Linked DNA regions of Mus musculus: region 1 is linked to region 2. Evidence: chromatin contacts called from public Hi-C data. All regions are on one chromosome and are shown on one strand. The core of a region is the stretch at or near the end of the contact, and the rest is flanking DNA. Distances in the headings are between cores, read along the strand shown.

Evidence for each region. A called contact is a pair of places that touch in the nucleus more often than the background predicts.
Region 1: a Hi-C map of extraembryonic endoderm stem cells shows a contact between it and region 2, with 2.1 times the contacts expected there. The contact joins the enhancer-like site here to the promoter of Rap1gap in region 2. A contact is called at or near these places in 8 of 39 promoter capture datasets (the C10 cell line, the HPC-7 cell line, HPC-7-derived erythroid cells and 4 more), 1 of 484 Hi-C or Micro-C datasets (extraembryonic endoderm stem cells), 7 of 115 datasets of contacts at active chromatin or transcription factors (embryonic basal ganglia, embryonic stem cells, forebrain and 1 more) and 3 of 9 other capture datasets (adipose tissue, liver and macrophages).

What each region holds. Positions count from the first base shown.
Region 1 is chr4:137,929,444-137,932,718 of GRCm38.p6, reverse strand. The region is part of intron 4 of Ece1 (endothelin converting enzyme 1); the gene reads right to left. Among named protein-coding and RNA genes, the nearest start is that of Gm52683, 22 kb to the right of the region's middle. Within about 2 kb of position 1,363, at least 184 of the 459 cell types and tissues checked have an H3K27ac peak or open chromatin away from gene starts, as enhancers often do. A contact at or near this core is called in adipose tissue, extraembryonic endoderm stem cells, forebrain and 2 more, where this site is marked.
Region 2 is chr4:137,706,062-137,708,970 of GRCm38.p6, reverse strand. Rap1gap (Rap1 GTPase-activating protein) reads right to left here and starts at 1,504. Exons shown (of 24, transcript NM_001379234.1): 1 at 1,311-1,504. The coding sequence starts at 1,385. It overlaps Rap1gapos (RAP1 GTPase activating protein, opposite strand), which reads left to right and starts at 2,365. Exons shown (of 2, transcript NR_138594.1): 1 at 2,365-2,449.

The DNA of each region.
Region 1 (3,275 bases), core at 114-2,613, 220 kb before region 2:
CTGAGTCAGCCCTACAGAGCTGGGGAGTTGGCTCAGTAGGTCCAGAGCCTGCTATGCAAGCATGAGGCCCTGAGTTCAGATCCTTACACCTTGAAGAGCTGGGTACAGCTGCCCAAGCCTGTAAGCACAACACTGGAGGGCAGAGGTGGGGGCAGGGAGGAGGTGGATCCCTAATGTTCACTGGCCAGACAACCTAGCTGAACCAATGAACTCCAGGTTCTGTGAGAGATCCTGTTTCAAAAAAGAGAGAGCGCGCAATGGAAGAAAACACCTGACTTTGTGCTCTGGCATCCAAGTGCACACGCTCACACATGCACACACCTGTGAAACACACTTGTACACACATGCACACACCCCTGAAATGCACACATATGCATGCACACACCTGTGAAATGCGCACACACACACACACACATGCACACACCTGTAAAGTGCACATGTACACATGCACACGCCTGTGAAACACACTTGCACACACATGCACACACCCTTGGGAGAACACAAAAGACAGCTAATGAGATGGATCAGGTGAACAAACGCAGATCTTGGGCCAGACTGTGGCAGAGAAGGGGTGAAAGGCACTTGAAAAGTGAAGGAAAGAGCCGGGCATGGTGGTGCACGCCTTTAATCCCAGCTGCCTTTAATCCCAGCACTCGGGAGGCAGAGGCAGGTGGATTTCTGAGTTCGAGGCCAGCCTGGTCTACAGAGTGAGTTCCAAGACAGCCAGGGCTACACAGAGAAACCCTGTCTCAGAAAACCAAAAAAAAAAAAAAAAAAAAGAAAGAAAGAAAGAAAAAAAAAGTGAAGGAAAGATAACAGAGCTCTGAGCTTGGCTTGCTACTACTGACTGGGATGTAAAAGCCCAGAGAACATTCTAGAGGAGAAAGGAGACCTCCTGGGCTCCAATGGCATGGAGATCAATTGGCAGCATGGGACCAGACACCAGAGTTTCCAATGGCCTAGTTAACTTCCTTCCAGGGACCCCATGTTCCAGAAACTTCTGCAGTCACTTCCCCAAAGTCCCAGAGAGGAAAGACAGAACACCGTTTAATCGGCCCTCATCTTCCTCTGGGAGTTTTTCTTGGATCTCTTTCTCACATCGCTGCTGGCCAGTGTTAGGAAGCAAACGCCCAGGCAGCCGGGCAAGCAGAGGCTGCTGAGATGGGCTGCAGGGAACCGGGTGCCTGGGAATCCCTCAGGCTCCAGGGCTGTCATGGCACTATCAGGGCAGAAGCATGCCGGGTCTGGAGTCTCCGCCAGGCAAGGCCACTGTTTGTTTTAGATAAACCACAGACTGCTCCAGGCCTCAAGAGCTCCATCCAAGAGGGGCTGATAAAGGAGGTGCCCAGCTCTTTGGGACAACACTATCCGCACTTCCTGGTGCCGAGTGCAGGCCAGGGGTCAGGCCTGTATCTCATCATCAGACAACACAGAAAGATGGATGTGGTGTTACCGGCCAAGAAGAAGGACAGGGAGCCCGGGAGAGGGAAAGAGCCGGCTAACAAAGGCGAAGAGATGAATGAGCTGGAATCTGAACCCTGGCATTCTTAAGCCTCCCTGAGAAAGCGGCTGGCTCCCAGCACGTGGGCGTGGCCATGTGTGCAACTTGTCATAACATTTCCCCAGAAGTGGCTCTTACTTGGATCACACCCAATTTATAGGCGAGTGCCTGGGTAATTAGACCAAGGTCACATAAAAGTGGCTGAGGCCGGGACAGGCGCTCTCCGTCTTTCTATTTTCTTGTTCCTGCTTGCCAGTCAGTATGCTGAAAAAAAAACAAGCCAGAAGACAGTCCACCCACCCCCACCCCCTAAGAGGTCCTGGCCCCGCCTCCCTGCCTGAATCATAAAATCTACCAAAACTACTCTCCGATGGAAGCTGATACTACGGTGTGTGTGTGTGTGTGTGTGTGTGTGTGTGTGTGTGTGTGTAGGGGGTAGTGTTTCCAAGACAAACAGAGCAGTAAGGGGAAACGGAGACGGTAAATATTGGGAAGCCATAATCAAAAGGAAATGAGAAGAGAGTACAACTCACACCCAGTCACCAACAGAAACTCATCTCACGAAGCTGGAATGTTCCATGTTCTCAGAGAGACTGGTATGAGGGACACAAGAAAGGAAGGGAGGTAGCTAGCTATCCCAACCCCCCTCCCACTCCCCACCACCACCCCCAGCTTTGGTTCTAGGGATGGACCCAGGGGATTGTGCAGGCCAGGCGAGCACTCTTCCCCCCCCCCACAACCCCCCCCGGCTTCGATGGTCACAATTCGCTTGTGTTAAATACTGTCAGTATGTATCCTTGCTTTGCTTTTGAGACTGGTTCTCATATAGCCCAGGCTGACCTTGGACTTAATGTATACCAAAGGATGGCTTTGATCTTCTGATCTTCCCATCCTGCCTCAGGAGTGCTGCAAGAATAGGAATTCACCACCATGCCCAGCTTTATGGTCTCATAGACCTGAAGGGTACACAAATGGCAGTGTGGCTCAGGCCCCACTGGCAGAAGACATAACAGGGAAAGAACTCTTCTAGAAGGACCCGAGTGGTAGTGGTTGTGCACCTCTAATCCCAGCACTTGGAGGGCAGAGGCAGGTAGCTCTCTGAGTTCAAGGCCAGCCTGGTCTTCAGATCGAGTTACAATAGGACAGTTGGGGCAACACAGACAAATCCTGTCTCAAAAAACAAACAAACAAGAAAGAAAAGAAAGTATAGAAGGGACTGAGGAGATGACGTTTGGAACGTCAGAGGCAGGGTGTGGCAGCACACACTTGAAACCCCAACATGGAGACAGGTCGATTCCAGGTGTAACCACTCAGCCAGGCTAGTGCTAACAGTGAGGTCTAGATTCAGCATGACACATGCCTTGAAAAACAGAGGGTAGAGGAGCAGCTGAGAAACACACTCAGTGTTGACCTCTGGCCCAAACAAGAACGTGCATGAGCAAGCACGCACACGTACATGACACGCCAGACAGGGAGAGCGGAGATACCCGTCTGGAAGGGTTTGTGGGGTAGGCTGTCTAGTTGGTAAAATAATCAGAGGTAGGCACAACCAGAAAGCCAAAGCCAAAGGGGTGCCGGGAAGCTGGCTGCTTCCTGATGGTGTGAGGCCACATTCCTTTCTCCCCAGTCCCAGGAGGCCCTGCCAGTCAGCCTGGGGGAAAGGCAGAGTCTATGTTCCATACAAGTGAGGTCAGTCGCTTCCCGCTAACAAGCTAACATGTCACAGTGGCACCTGGCCCAGGTCAGCCCACCCTCTGGGAGGTCCCAGGAGAAT
Region 2 (2,909 bases), core at 255-2,754:
ATACCTTTTGTGTATCAAGAAACACACACAGAGATGCATACAGAAATCCATATGGAGTCTATGCACAGTAATTCTTGGAGACATTGCCTAACACACACATACACATGTTGGTGTTCTGAGTTACACACAACACATACTCAAGTCCATGTACCTGATATTCACACTTGTGCACACACCGGTGCAGGCCTGCACCCCAGTAACTGCACACAGACACAGGCATTCTCCTGGCTGAGACCAGGAGAGCACCGGCACGTGCAGGCTCAGCCAGGTGCTCAGGGAAACAGATGCAGAGTCCCAGGCGTCACTGCCAGGATCAAAGCATGCGGTGCAACAAACCCAAGCCAGCATCCCATATTGTAGACAAGAGTTCCGAGCAAAGGAAGAGGAATCAGGCAACTGCCAGGGTTGTTAAACCCCATGGGATCCTGAGCATCACCACCCATCACCACATATGCACAGTATGAAGTCACAAAACCTAAGCCCTTGTGCATACACTCTGAAGCCTACCTACAAAACAAGATCCAACCTGTAAAGTCCACTTCAGTAGTACCCAGGAGCCCCTGAGCCATGGGCACCTGTGGCCACACCCAACACCTCTGAGATTAGAAGAGCAGATAGCAATGACAGTTTGGCAGATAGCATAGACACACACCTATTGTCCAGGAAGGACAAACACACCTGTCAACGTGACAATGTCACAACAGTGCCACCATCCTTTCAGGGTCAGCCAGATAGTCTCTGACCTAAAGAGACCCAGCAAAGGGCTGAGGAAAAGAGGAGGTCCTACTTAAGGTGACCAAACAGCCAGCCACAACGAAACACCACACATGGCTGCACCAGAATCACAACCACATAAACACTGACACATGGCACTGTCACCCAGAGTGTGCACACAGAGCATCAAGTAACACCCACAGTTACAGCCCCACAGGCAACAGCAGACGCCCTGACACATGGCAAAGGAAGGCTGGGAGTGGTGTGGCCAGAAGCCGGGCATCCCACCTGGGGAAGAGCCACCAGAGTCACCCTATGATATCGCTCCATCTGTGTGGAAAAGGCAGCAGGCAGTCCCAACAACAGTTAAACACACACCCAGTGTCACTGCAGCCCATGGCCACAGTGTCCCTACGTCTGACCCAGGGGCAGCTTTGGAAAACACTAGGGTGCTCCGTGTAGTTCGGGTGTCAGTCCAAAAACATACACACCCACCGTGACGGGGTTCAGGCACAGACTGCCAGACTCTGGGTAGTAAGGCTGACTGATGGCCCTGGGTCCCCAGTCGGCCAGGCCGCCCCTGCCAGGGTCCTCACCTGCCAGCCGGCCCCCGCCGGCAACGAGCCCCTCCGCGGACGGCCATGGGGCGCTGGGGGCCGCGGCTGCGCCATCCCGAGCCCCAGCCCCGGCGGCGCTGTAAGCCGGCCCGGCCCGGGGCCCCGTAGCCCGAGCTCTGCGCTCCTGTCCCGCCCGCCGCCGCTCTGCCTTCTCTGGGCTCACCCTGCTGCCGGGCCCGAGGGGGCGGGGCGCCAGGTGCGGGAGGCGCGGAGGAGGGGCGGGGCGGAAGGCCACCACGCCCACTCGCGGGGCGGCCGGGCAAGGGGCCCAGGACACTGCGCCTGCGCGCGGGAAGCCTCAGGCACTTCTGTGAGCAGCTGTGTCTTCCCAGACTGGAGACCCTGCCTCTGGGCTTCAAGGACAAGGTTCTTGGGACAGCTGTGCCCAGGGAATGCAGGAGTACTGGAGATGGTGCTTAAGCACTTTCTTTGCTGGACCCTTTGCGTGTCTCACCAGATCGCCATAACCAAGGAGGTACAAATGTCTTCACTAGAAAATCATATTCCAAGAGGTGCAATAGCTTTTTTTGCTAGAAAACCCCGGGATCCCTGGAAGAGTCTGAAGCTGCAGAGTCTCTGGCACCTCCATTGGCTCAGTTTACCATCTGTAAATTACAAGGCTTCTGAAACGACACCCCCCACCCCCAACTTGACCCTGAAGTCCTTGTGTCTTAGGCTGGTGCAGCCAGTCTGCAGCAGGGACAGACCCCAAGACAGATGCTGGAGAAGTCTGGATGCTCTAGGGGCAGGACTGTCCTCCAGCTAGGGGCGGGGGGCAGATCTCCTACAGCTTCCCAGAAGTGCTGTCTACTACCCTCTGTCCCCAGGGCCAGGGAGCTCCTGAAAGGAAGGCAGGCAGCACTTTCCCTGCCCTCCCAGACCTGGCCCAGGGTCAGGTTTAGACCTAGAGAGCCAGCGGGAACACCAGAGATGTGCATTCCAGACACCGAGTAGCTTTGGCTTTAATAATTAACAACAGCAAATATTGATTTATGCAACCACTTCCAGGCCTGCACACTTCCGGGTACCCAACACAATGCAGCCAGAAGAGCATCTTTTCCTACCGTGGCCCTGGGGGAGGCCAAAGCTGCTCAAATCACCGGCGATATGTAGGCCAGGTAGAGTGGATGCCGCCTGCGTATGTGTCTAGGTCCTTATCTGTGTACATGTGTGTCTCCAAGGCTAGTCGTGGCTCTACGTGACATACTGCATTGCTGTAGCATAGAAGTACCCGTGGGTAGGAAGGGGTGGGTAGGGACGCCTGGGGGGGTATTTACTTTCTATCTCCTTTATGTGTTCATGAGCAAGTCTGAATACACTATAGATATATGTACTTGTGTCTGTCTGTCTGTCTGAATGTGGTCTGGCTCCCAGGTTAGGTATAGGTAGGCCAAGTATGCACATGTATGCAGATTTTACAGTCCCTGAGTACTGCAGAGGGTAGCTCGGTGTCTATTTAAATGTGGCTCCCCAAAGAAAAGAAAATACAACCCCTGCACAGCTCTGGGGACACAGTAATACTGATTATTTCCAAAGCACTTCCAAAGGCGCTGCCCAGTGACGAGCTGGCAAGGTCAA